Linked DNA regions of Sus scrofa: all the other regions are linked to region 1. The links are chromatin contacts, called in public Hi-C and HiChIP or PLAC-seq maps. All regions are on one chromosome and are shown on one strand. Each heading gives the region's core, a stretch centred on a gene start, on an enhancer-like site or on the middle of the called end of the contact. The rest is flanking DNA. Distances are from core to core; before and after follow the strand shown. Region 1 holds the start of B4GALT1 (beta-1,4-galactosyltransferase 1). Region 2 holds the start of NFX1 (transcriptional repressor NF-X1). Region 3 holds the start of SMU1 (DNA replication regulator and spliceosomal factor). Region 4 holds the start of BAG1 (BCL2 associated athanogene 1).

Region 1 (2,700 bases), core at 68-2,567:
AAGGGCAAGAAGCAGGGTAGGAGGGCCATAGGGCTGATCTTCCCTGAGGAGGGATTCACACAGGGGAGGAACAGAACACAACAGTGACAATTTACTCAATGAAAACTCTTGTTTATACTATGTCATCTAATCTTCCAAAATACTCCCCTGAAACAGGTACCACTTATTGTTCCCTTTTAGCAAATGAGAAACCAGAGCTTTCCGGGCAAGTCATTTGCCCAAAAGCTCAGGAAAAAAAGTTAGCACACACTCAGGAGATAGCAGTTCTCTGGGAAGACAGGAGACGTGATCTGGGAGGTCGGCTCCCTTCCCTACTGGAGGCCTCACCATCGCTAGAGCTCGTTTCTCTGCGCTGCACTGTAGTGCCTACCACAGCTAGCAGGGCGAAGGCTGCTCCAAGTCGACTCAAACTCTCAAAACTTCTTGAGGTTTGGGCCAGAGCAAGGAAGTCTCCAAGGCCTTCTCCGGTTCTGGGGCCAAGAAGGGCCTAGGCTTTCCTAAACCGTCCCCGCCCCAGCCTCTAACACCAGTCCGAAGGGATTCACCTCCCAACCTCCCACCCCCATCCAGCCGGGAACCTCTGTTTGGGATTAGGGACTCTGATCCACAATAAAGAGACCGGCTGTCATAGAAAAGGTCAGGGGAGAACGTCCGGGGGATCCTGTCTGGGAAATTCGGGGAAGTCCCCGAATCCTTACCGAGCAGCGGGGACTCCTCAGGGCATGCGGGCGGCAACCGTGCTGCGGTGGAGGGCACTGGGGCCGAAGTCAAGTTGCTGGCGGGTCCCGGGCCCGGGCGAGAGTCTGCGTCTGGGCTGGAGTCGCCACCCGAGCTCGGCTTGGAGGAGGCGCGCAAAGGCGGCTGCGGTGCGGCCCCTCGGGGCCGGAGCTCCCCGGAGGGCTGCCCGATGGCGGCGGCGCTGTTAGAGCCGCCCTGCAGCGGTGTGGGGACCCCGACCAGCTGAGGCAGGCGGCTTAGGTCGCGGCCAGTCAGGTAGTAGATGAGGGTGACGCCAAGATGCAGCGCGCAGACAGCCACGAGCAGGCGGCAGGCCCGTTGCAAGGACGCGCCCGGCATCGTCGCGGCGCTGCCGCCCAGGAGCGGCTCCCGAAACCTCATCTTCCCGCCGCCGCTTTAAGAGGGGGTGGGCTACGGTGGGGAGGGCGGCCCGCCCGCGGGCCGCCAGCCAGGCACTGCCCGACCACTGTAATTGGGGGAGGGACCAGTGGGAAGGCGAGGGAGCGGCGCCGGCGGACAAGCCGCGGAACTCGGAGACTGGCCGGCTCCACAGCCGAGCAAGCAGAAGTGCGCCTGGGGCGCGGGCGCGGACAGGGGCGGGGCCGGGGCCTCCAGCGGGGCGGGAGCGGGGCAGCTGGTAGGAGCAGGGTTTTCGGAACGGGGGCTGGAGGGCGGGGCCTTCGGGGGCGGGGCCTCTGGAGCTGCTGGTGTCGGAGCACTTTCGGGAATACTTTGCAATCCGCAGGCATGGGGCTGGGGCTTCAGGCTCCCACCTGCCCTCCTCCCCAGCCTGCTCAGTGGGCCTTTGGCCCTACTAAACCGAGCTTCCTCCTCTTCCTCTTCCTCCGAGCTGTCCCCGAGAGGTGCCGCCACTTCCTGCAGTGCCGAAGGGCTAGGGTATGCGCCTGGGCCTGCTGCGCGGCAGCAGAGAAGAGGGCGGAGAAAAGAGCAGGCTGGTTGTGATCTCGAGGGGTTGGGAGTCCTAGCGGTGGGCCTTTCCGGACGGTGGGCCTCTGTAGGCCTGCGGGGTCCGGAAGAGAAGCAGAAAAAGGTTGCCCAGGAAACGGCTTCGACGGCCGGCCGGAGGTAGGACAACCGAAGAGGGATTCTCTGAAACATTCGGAACACCCTCCCTTGGCCGAGCGAGGCTCCTCTATCTAGGTGAGGGCCCAGCAAAGAGGCACGGAAAAGAAAACGCTCACTCTCCTAAAGCCAGGGTTAGGGGATCTCAAAGACCCGCCCAGCTCGGTTTAGGGGTGTGTGGGTGCCTCTTCTAGCGCATCCCACACCATGCTTTGAGTGGGAGAGTGGCAAAGCGCCTCAGTAACTCCCACACCGCCATGCTGGAGGAGAGCAGCCAGCTTTATTTACAGTCTACACGGGCCTGGACACAATCCCATGGAGTGGGACTTGTCCCCATTTTACAGAGAATGTTTGAAGCTCAGGAAAATTAAGAAGCTTGCCTAAGATCCCACAGCTGGTGAGAGGCAGAAGCAGAATTCTGGCTCTAAAACCTTTGCTTACCACTTGTTAATATGCAAGTAAGGGCTGGAAACTGTGCAGGTGAGTTTTAGGCGCTGAAGTTGCTTAGTTCTAATTTGACCCAGAGGCCACTGGTCCTGCCCACTGATTGCCTGAAAGAGCAGAGACACCTCATTCCTGAGAAGGACTGGTGGAGGTGCTGTCATTTACATGAATGGGGAAGCTGAGGGCTGAGGCAGCCAACTCTGAAGAGGAGGAAATAATAACAATGCTTCCATAGACTGAGTTTCCTATATGCCAGGAAGTCTAGTTGCAACACTGTGAATTAGGCATTTGTTAACTGTTGCCATTTCACAGAGGAGAAAACTGAGGCTTGGGTATCACAGGGTTGTGATCACACAGAATCATCTTTCTTCCCTTGGCTTCCTGGACACCCAGCTTTCCTGATCTTCACTGGCCACTCCTTTGCCTCTTTTGTGG
Region 2 (2,700 bases), core at 36-2,535, 120 kb after region 1:
TCATGGTTCCTAGTCGGATTCGTTAACCACTGCGCCACGACGGGAACTCCCTTTTACTAACTTCTTAATGCTCTTGGAATAAGATCTATTATCACATCCTGCAGGTGATGCACGTGATCTTCTTTACCTACTTCTCCAATTTCATACTGTGCCAAGCTCCTGACTCACTGTTCACCAGCAAATATTTCCATAACTTGAACTTAAGCTATTTCCTTCTTCCTTAACATTTGCACATACTATTATCTCTAACTCTTCACGTAGCTTACCCATCTCATCTGTCCAATTCAAAGAAAGCTGGCCACATTTTCTGGAGCAGATCCTATAAAGTCTATATCACTGTTTATTTCTTTCACAATGCAAATTATTCATTTGTAAATATAAATTACTCAGTTTTAACTTTTCCCCCCTAGACAGTTCACTTCATGAGGGCAGGAAGCATATTTCTTTTTCACCATTAACCTCCTCCAGCACTTAAAAAGACAAAATATGCATTATAACGGAAGTTAATGAAGACTTGTGTTTTTGGGGAAACCTGCACCACTGAATTACTTTACAAATGCAGATGCTTCACACTTAAATCTTGTGTTCTTCTTGGTAATGCAACAGCAAAACACACAAACAAAAGAACTCCACACATTCACCTAACAGTTTGTACTTTAAAAATTATCAGTGTCTCCAAACCTTTCCCCTAACGTTCAGTGTCAATCTATATTTGTCACCGTGCCCGCTCAAGCCCTTTGTCATATCTAATAAACGACCTTTCGTTTTCTAAACTGATTTGTAAGAGCCGATATGTGTATCATCTTTTTATCGTCTTTTTGCAGATTATTTTTTCCCAGGCTGCTTTTTAAAATTTTATCATTTAACCAATATTTTATTAGTCTAGCGACCTTCTATCCTGAGTTCATGGAATTTAAATTTACAACACTTAAAGAACAAAAACTAGTTATCCCACTTTCATAATAATTCCTGTAGAATTAATTTTTCCCTCAATTTGTTACACAACTTTCAGAGCAAGTTAGATTCCAGGCTGCCTTTCCACTACTTGTTTTTATTTTAACCCTAAGTCAGAATTACTCTAGTAAGGCGGTGATGTCTGAGCTGACTCCGGAAAACCAGGTGAAGCCGGTTGGGTGGCGGAATAAAAGCGCACGGTAGCAGGAGAGCACAGCGAATCTCAAAAGGAAAACGATAGATTACGCAAGCCCCAGCACGCCTACCCTCCCGGGACCTAGTCACCCACAGCCACTAGTTTCTTCCTTCAGCCTTACGCCTGGTGCGTCTATCTGACGTCATGACGCACCACACAGTCTCCACAGGCCGCGCAAGCTCTGTGGCCGTCCACCGGGCGCGCGGATGCGAATATTCTCCCGGCGCCGGAAGTCCAGGGCACGTGACCGGGTGACAGCGCTTGCTGGGCTGCAGGGCTCGCCTCAGGTGTTGCGGCACGGGATGGCGGAGGCGCCTCCTGTCTCAGGTACTGTCCTGGCCCTCACGGGACTGGGCCCTTCGCGAGTAGCGGAAATTGGGTCAGTGACGAGTCCTAAGGCACTGGCCATTCGTATCGCGAGAGTGGCGCGTCCTAGGGTTGGGATAGTGGCTCGGAAGGGCCAAGCCACGCGCGTCTTGCATACAGATCTCTTAACCATCTTCCACCGTGTGGAGAAGCTCGGCAGCTGGTTTTCCTCAGAGAGCGGGGTTGTCCCAGGGCGTTGATGTGGGTATCCCGCTCTCTTCAGGGCTCATCTCGGCCTTCCTGGGGCAGCGGCCGCACGGATATCCGACAGGCGGGCGTCAGTCGGGTCACCGCCCTTGACGGTGGCGGGCTCTTGACGCGAGGCAGGTTTGCGCGCTGTACTTCAGGAGTACTCGTGTGTCCTGGGGCAGCACTGCGAGCGCGAGCGAAAGACCTGTGGTTTCCATTCTCACCCTGCCGCAGCTCACAGTGTGACTGGGTGTTTTCCTCATCTTTGAGTTAGGAGTAAATAAATCAACTGTTGCGAAGGTTCCCGCCGATACTGTAACCTGTTACTTCCTCTACTGGAATTGTCTCTGTGTGTGCAGGCAGCCGAATTTGTTATTAATATAACGGCTGTTAATGTAACACCCATTTCCACTTCCTTCAAGGTACGTTAGATCTTTGTTTTCCAAACTCTTTGGACAGTGACCGAAAAGGAGCGTTTTCCATCTTGACCTCAGTGCACACAGAACTAAATATGAAAGCGAACCGAAAGTTTCAGGAAGCAATAGTTTTCCTTACTATCTCTAATGCACTCTAATACATATTTCGTTTGAAAAAAATACTTGTCACAATCCACTATGTGATTTGATTTCCTGACCCACTGTTTCTGAGAAAGGGGGCAGCAATTTGCAACACGAGGTTTGTGAACAGTCATTAATTTAAGACTTAGTTCTGCTACCTACCAGCTGTTGGGGCACCAAAAAGAGTATATATGTATTTGTGTACTTGGTGGCAGGTAAAATGTATTTATTACTATGGGTCTTGGTCAAAAAAGTTGGATAACACACTGCATCTATGTACCCCTGTCCTGATACAGGTATTAAGTCATCTTGGAGGGGGTTCCTTTTTAGGCTGGTGTTTTGTTATTCTCCCACCCATTTTTTTCCTAGATCCTCTAAATTGGATTCATTAGTCTTCCTAACCTTAGACTCACTTCTGGCCCATTTCTACATCCTTCA
Region 3 (2,797 bases), core at 270-2,769, 82 kb before region 1:
AGACTCCATCCTTGCAAAGAACTCAAATTTGATATAACCAAAATCAAATTCACTTCCTTCAAACACAATGTAATACACAAAGAGCTAAAAGCTTTGGAGATAGGCTGGGATTTCAATCAGAGTTCTTTCACTAACTGTGACTTGCAGACAAGTCAATTAACATCTCTTTGCCTGTTTCCTCATCTGTTAAGAAAAATACCTACCCTGTAGGATTGATCAAAGGGATTGACTACAACACATAGTGTAACTAGCATAGAGAATACTTAGTAAATAGCAGCAATTACTGATCACAAAAACATGCTGCAGCCAAGGCTGGGAGGATGGTCAGTGCCCGATTTTATTCAGGCCCCAAAGGGTGGATTCCTTTCCAACTCCTGCCATAACTGTCTTCACTGTCCATCTTTGCTTTATTTTTCTCCACAACACTTACAGCCATCTGCTAAGCTATCTTACTTACTGATTTTGTCTGCTGTCTGCCTTCCCCATCACAATGTACTTTCCCTAAGAGCAAGGGTTATTGTCTGTTTCGTTCACTACTACAGTCCCAGGGGCTAGAACAAATATACACAGTAGATCTCAGTATTTGCTAAATGAATAAACCTCCCTTCCTCCTATGGCAGATCTTCAGGACAAGTCCTCTCCTTTACACTCAGGACACAAATGTTGTCTGCTGACTTAACTACTAAGCGTTGGCAAGAACAAGGTGGAGGATGGAGTCCTGGAGAAGTTTACTGAAGACTTTCTTCAATCATTCGTTAGTCCCCCTCTCTCCCAAATTTATCATTCTCCTTGCCCAATCTCCAAATTCTGTCCCTCCTTTGTGACTACAGAGCTCACACGCTAAATAAAATTCAGCGCCAGACAGAACCTGATAAAATAGTCGTTCATTCATTCTAAAAGCAATTATTGAGCCTTTACGATGGGCTGGGAATTGGGACTATAATGCAAACGAGTCCCTAGGAGCTATACAGGTTAGTAGGATGGGCAGAAAAACGGTGACGATACCAAAAGCTGTGCAGAAGAAAGCAAAGGACGGTGCACGCACAGGGAGGAAACCACCACGGTGTTCGATGGGGACGGGAAGAGATGGATGGCGTCGAGCCCAGCCCCCTTGTGCTGATAGACCGGAATCCAAATAGGATGGCTAATTTGCTCAGTTACAAGGTACAGCAGAAGTTGGCGAGGGCTAGAATTCAGGTTTTCCAGGAGTCTCCTTCCCCCAGCCCCGCGCCACCTTCCACAGGGCTTTGGGCTTCTCATCTGCTACCTCTCTGTAGGTCCACCTCCAAGGTAGCCAGATCCCAAAAGCTTCTTTATAGGAAAGGAAATGCCCCTCCGCTCCCCAGCCTCTCGGACGCCTCCCCCGAGCAGCTTCCACCACCTCCCACTCCCACCCCCGCAACCCTCTGCCTCCCGGCCCCGGCCACTTCGGTAACATTCCCACTGCAGGACTCACTCCGAGGACTCGATTTCGATCGACATGGCTCTAGCTTCCTGAGCGCAGGCCTCACTCCACTCTAAGGCCCAGCCGCGCAACGCACCAACGACACCTCCGGCGGCCCCTATACGTCACTTCCGCTCGACGTCAGACGCAGGCTCTGGGCGCGGTCTGTACGGAAGAGGGGCGTGGAGTACGTGAGGGGCGGAGCTTCAACTCTTCTGTCGAGAGTTGGAACATAGGCACCGGCTCCTATAGAATCCTTTCTTTTTCTTGGAGGGGAAGTTATCCTTAAAGGACTGGTTTTAAAATTTTTCTTTTTTGGTTTACTTTTTAATTAGTTGACTAGATTTAAAGGTATAGTTGGATTGGGAGTTCCCGCTGTGGCGCAGTGGGTTGAGAACCTGACTGCTGCAGTTCAGGTTGCTGAGGAGGCATGGGTTCAAAACTAGCGCAGAGCATAGGTTACAGCTGCGGCTCGGAATCAGTCCCTGGTTCTGGAACTTCCATACGCCATGAATGTAGCCAATAAAAAAAGAGTTGGATTTACAATACATCTCTGGGAGATTAAGACATTGGAAACCAGTGGCCCAGTTAGCAACATTTGTAGAAGAGTTCATTAAGTTTAAGTGAATAAATGAAAGATTTTAAAGCCAAAACACATTTAAATTAATCTGATTAAGTTTGGGCCTTAGGGATTTGCATATTCACTTCTTCGAAAGAGCTAGATTACTTGTAGCATTTCCAACTAAGTATTTACTTGAAAATGGTTTCACAACAGTGATGCAATTACAAGAAAAACGACGAAGGCAAATACAAATATGTAAAAGGAGATTTGCGACTTCTTTTAATAGACTTTAAGCCATACGTAATTAAATTAGCAGAGACAAGTGAAAAGTAGAGATATTAATGAATTTCATGTAGGTTATTTTTTTAAATATTTTTTTGCCATCCTTTGTAATTTTTAAAAAAATATTTGCAGCACAATGGTAAGAAATCTGTGTTGTAAAATTTGTATTTTTAAGCCATTCCCACAGCATGTGAAATTCTCAGGGCCAGGAACTGAACCCCAGGGGGATCTGTAACAGCAGTGACAACACCAGATCCTTAACCCACTGAGCCACCAGGGAACTCCTGACTTTTAATCTCTGATTGACAGCCAATGCTCAGCATCACAAACTATCCTCATCCATGTTTCCTCTGTAACAGCAGATTTGACTATGACATTTGTTACTTTATATAATCAAACTGCACTCTTTACCTAGTTAGGAAGTTTCTTCCCCCACTAAACTAGTTGCTTATGTAAATCTTCTGTATCCCAACTATATAACCCATCAATTTCCATATCATTCCCATACC
Region 4 (2,700 bases), core at 162-2,661, 90 kb after region 1:
AGCTAGATAAGCAAACTGAGTTCAGTCCAGTTAAGACCTGTCTAATGAGACCAAACTCTAGAGTCAGTACTTGACCTCAGATCTGTCTAATTCCAGATCTGTGCTTTTCTTCACAAGCCATCTCTCTCCTGTGGCCTTTCTGTCCTCTACTCTGTGTTGTACTAGTCAGGAACTATGTCTCCTTTGCTGTAATGTTTCTTCTTCAGCTTTCTCCCACTGGGCACCTGGTCACATACATGGCTGGTGCCCAATAAACAGACAAATGAGTGAATAAACTGAAACAGCAGAAAACTTCTTTTTGGAAGATTCCTTTCTGGGTATGTGGACAGTAAGGAGGTAGCCTGTGTCCAGCTCATTATGCCAACACTTAAGTCTGCTCGACAGCCGCATGAAGTCAGCAGGACAGGTGTTACTAATTCTACTTCACATAGAAGAAAGAGCTGCCTAGAAAGGAGCTATTCCAAGGTCACTCAAACCTGCAGAATTTAGAATCCTGGTCTACAGATTCTGAAGCCTTGAGGTCTCTACCAGTTGGTCCTGAAGAAACCCCATGAACTCAGCTCTCTAGAGAACTATCTTGTCTAGCTCTGTGTCAACTCCAACAGTAAGCAGACCCAAAGGGTGCCCAGAGTGTATGCCTGAACCCAACGAACTCAAACAGTAGATAGGAGTTACACATAGCAATCAGAAGCAACATGGCCAAATTCAAGCCTGGCATAAAGACCAACAACTACGCAGGCCCACACTTGTAACACACATAAGGACCACAACCCACGACGTGAAGCACTGACATCGTGGATCTTAAAAACGCTCTGAGATAAAATACACCAGCCACATGGAAAGGTGTGCCGAAACAAGACCCGTACAAAAGCCGGCCCCATGGCCAGACAAGATCCCATGCGTCCCGACACCAAACACAAGGACACACACTTCGAGAGGGCACATAGCCTAACCCACAGACCCCGACGGACTCTCGTAGCCCGGGATCAAGCCCACCGCAGCCCGCGCTCACTGTGGGTGACGGTCACGCTGAGCCCTGCTGCCGCCATTTCCTCGCTCCGGGCCACCTCTTCACTCAGGGCCGCCTCTTCGCTTCGGACCACCTCTTCGCTCCGGGACACCTCTTCGTTCCGGGTCACCTCTTCGCTCCCGGCCGAGCGAGGCCGCGCTTTCTTCTTCATCCGCGGCCTGCGAGAGCAGGCGGCGGCACCTCTGGTGGATCCCGCATGCCCTCTGGTCACACTCCGGACAGCTGATCGCTCGGAGGGAGGCGAACCGCGTTCGGCTGGGGGCACCGACTGACGCGGCTCCCGGCCCGGCCGAGGGGCGCGCCGCCGGGGGCCCAGCCGCTCCCGGTCGCCTCGCGGTCTCCGAGCGCCGCCGCTCTCCGCCAGACCCGCGTTTGTTGTCCTCCCAGCGGTGGGAACCTAGCTTGGCGTCCTGCCACCCCGCGGGTCCCCTTCCCCGCCTCGCCCGGGCCCGCCGGCCCCGCCCCTCAGAGCAGCCCAGCTGGCTTCTGCGGGCTCTGTTCCGAGGAAGCCGCCCCCAGGCCCCACCCACTCAGCGAGGCTCCGCCTGGCTCCTCTGGGGCCACGCCCACGACCGCCATTGAAGCCACGCCCCCTGCTGAATGTGCGTCCCTCACCTCTTACCTCCAGCCGCTCTCCTTCCCCGGAAGGCCCAGTTGAAGATCCGGAAAAAGGATCGGGAAACGCCAATAGGCACATTGCGCTTGCGCCAGGGTCCGGAAGTCAAGTCGGAGGCGGAGGTGACTCTGCTTCCGTTTCTGGTTTTGCTCCAGTGTTTAGGTTCTCTTTGCGGCTGTTCAAGATGAACCGATTCTTCGGGAAAGCGAAACCCAAGGCTCCGCCGCCCAGCTTGACCGACTGCATTGGCACGGTGGGCACTTTACCACACATAACTAGGCTCAGGGACTCTGACACTTCGACCCCGCCCACCCAAGGCTTCTACTCCTCCACTCCATTCCGGGGCCCGGGCTCATTACACCTCAGCTCTCGCCACCCCACTTTGGTTCTTGTTACCCAGGTCATTCGTGACGCCACAAATCAGGGACCCCCTAAGCCATCGCTGTCTCGCCCTACTCGTGCCCCACCCCTTCTGAAGCCCGCGTCCACTCACTCTTTATCCCCTCACTGGTTCACACACTCTTCCCACCTCGTCCAGTCGACCCCTAATTCCTCTACCATCGCTCATCCCTCTCTCACGTCCCCATCCTCGGTTTGATATCCTACCTCAACATTCTGAATCTCAGTAACACAAAATTCAGAACCCTGGCCTCTTATGTTAAGCCACCACTTTCTATTGAAGCAAATAGATCTACAGCCATAGCCTGGATCCACTGGGCACTGGCCTATTTCCTGATTGAGCCCCCAGCTGGACTAGTCTCTGATTCTAGAGAAATCTCAACTCAGACGAGGGGTTCTCAAATTATTTTTCTGCTCAAATACACTTGAGGGCAACTCTGGAATATTACAATCTGGGGTATAGTTTATAAAAGCCCCACCAGTGTTTCTGACCGGGTATCTTCCTCCCCACCATTAGAAATATCTGTTTTCACCTTTCACTTTATGCTCTTATTTTTCCTTTTTTTAATTCCTCTTTATTCACTCCTCTCCTGCCACTTTTCATGTAAATGTATTGCCATAACTACCACTGCCTTTGATATTTTTTTTTCCCTCA

Evidence for each region. A called contact is a pair of places that touch in the nucleus more often than the background predicts. HiChIP or PLAC-seq counts read pairs in DNA pulled down with a chosen protein or histone mark.
Region 2: an H3K27ac HiChIP or PLAC-seq map of alveolar macrophages shows a contact between it and region 1. The contact joins the promoter of NFX1 here to the promoter of B4GALT1 in region 1. A contact is called at or near these places in 4 of 47 Hi-C or Micro-C datasets (heart right ventricle, liver and retroperitoneal adipose tissue) and 1 of 2 datasets of contacts at active chromatin or transcription factors (alveolar macrophages).
Region 3: a contact with region 1 is called in an H3K27ac HiChIP or PLAC-seq map of skeletal muscle. The contact joins the promoter of SMU1 here to the promoter of B4GALT1 in region 1. A contact is called at or near these places in 2 of 5 promoter capture datasets (fetal skeletal muscle and liver), 18 of 47 Hi-C or Micro-C datasets (alveolar macrophages, blood, embryonic fibroblasts and 10 more) and 2 of 2 datasets of contacts at active chromatin or transcription factors (alveolar macrophages and skeletal muscle).
Region 4: a Hi-C map of skeletal muscle shows a contact between it and region 1, with 2.2 times the contacts expected there. The contact joins the promoter of BAG1 here to the promoter of B4GALT1 in region 1. A contact is called at or near these places in 5 of 47 Hi-C or Micro-C datasets (fetal heart ventricle, heart right ventricle, liver and 1 more) and 2 of 2 datasets of contacts at active chromatin or transcription factors (alveolar macrophages and skeletal muscle).

The regions. Positions count from the first base shown.
Region 1 is chr10:33,315,912-33,318,611 of Sscrofa11.1, reverse strand. B4GALT1 (beta-1,4-galactosyltransferase 1) reads right to left here and starts at 1,317. Exons shown (of 6, transcript XM_003130680.4): 1 at 699-1,317. The coding sequence starts at 1,119.
Region 2 is chr10:33,199,404-33,202,103 of Sscrofa11.1, reverse strand. NFX1 (transcriptional repressor NF-X1) reads left to right here and starts at 1,285. Exons shown (of 25, transcript XM_021064702.1): 1 at 1,285-1,477. The coding sequence starts at 1,357.
Region 3 is chr10:33,398,105-33,400,901 of Sscrofa11.1, reverse strand. It overlaps SMU1 (DNA replication regulator and spliceosomal factor), which reads right to left and starts at 1,519. Exons shown (of 12, transcript NM_001243898.1): 1 at 1,457-1,519. The coding sequence starts at 1,482.
Region 4 is chr10:33,226,339-33,229,038 of Sscrofa11.1, reverse strand. It overlaps BAG1 (BCL2 associated athanogene 1), which reads right to left and starts at 1,411. Exons shown (of 7, transcript NM_001244791.1): 1 at 1,013-1,411. The coding sequence starts at 1,181. CHMP5 (charged multivesicular body protein 5) reads left to right here and starts at 1,802. Exons shown (of 8, transcript NM_001244744.1): 1 at 1,802-1,899. The coding sequence starts at 1,831.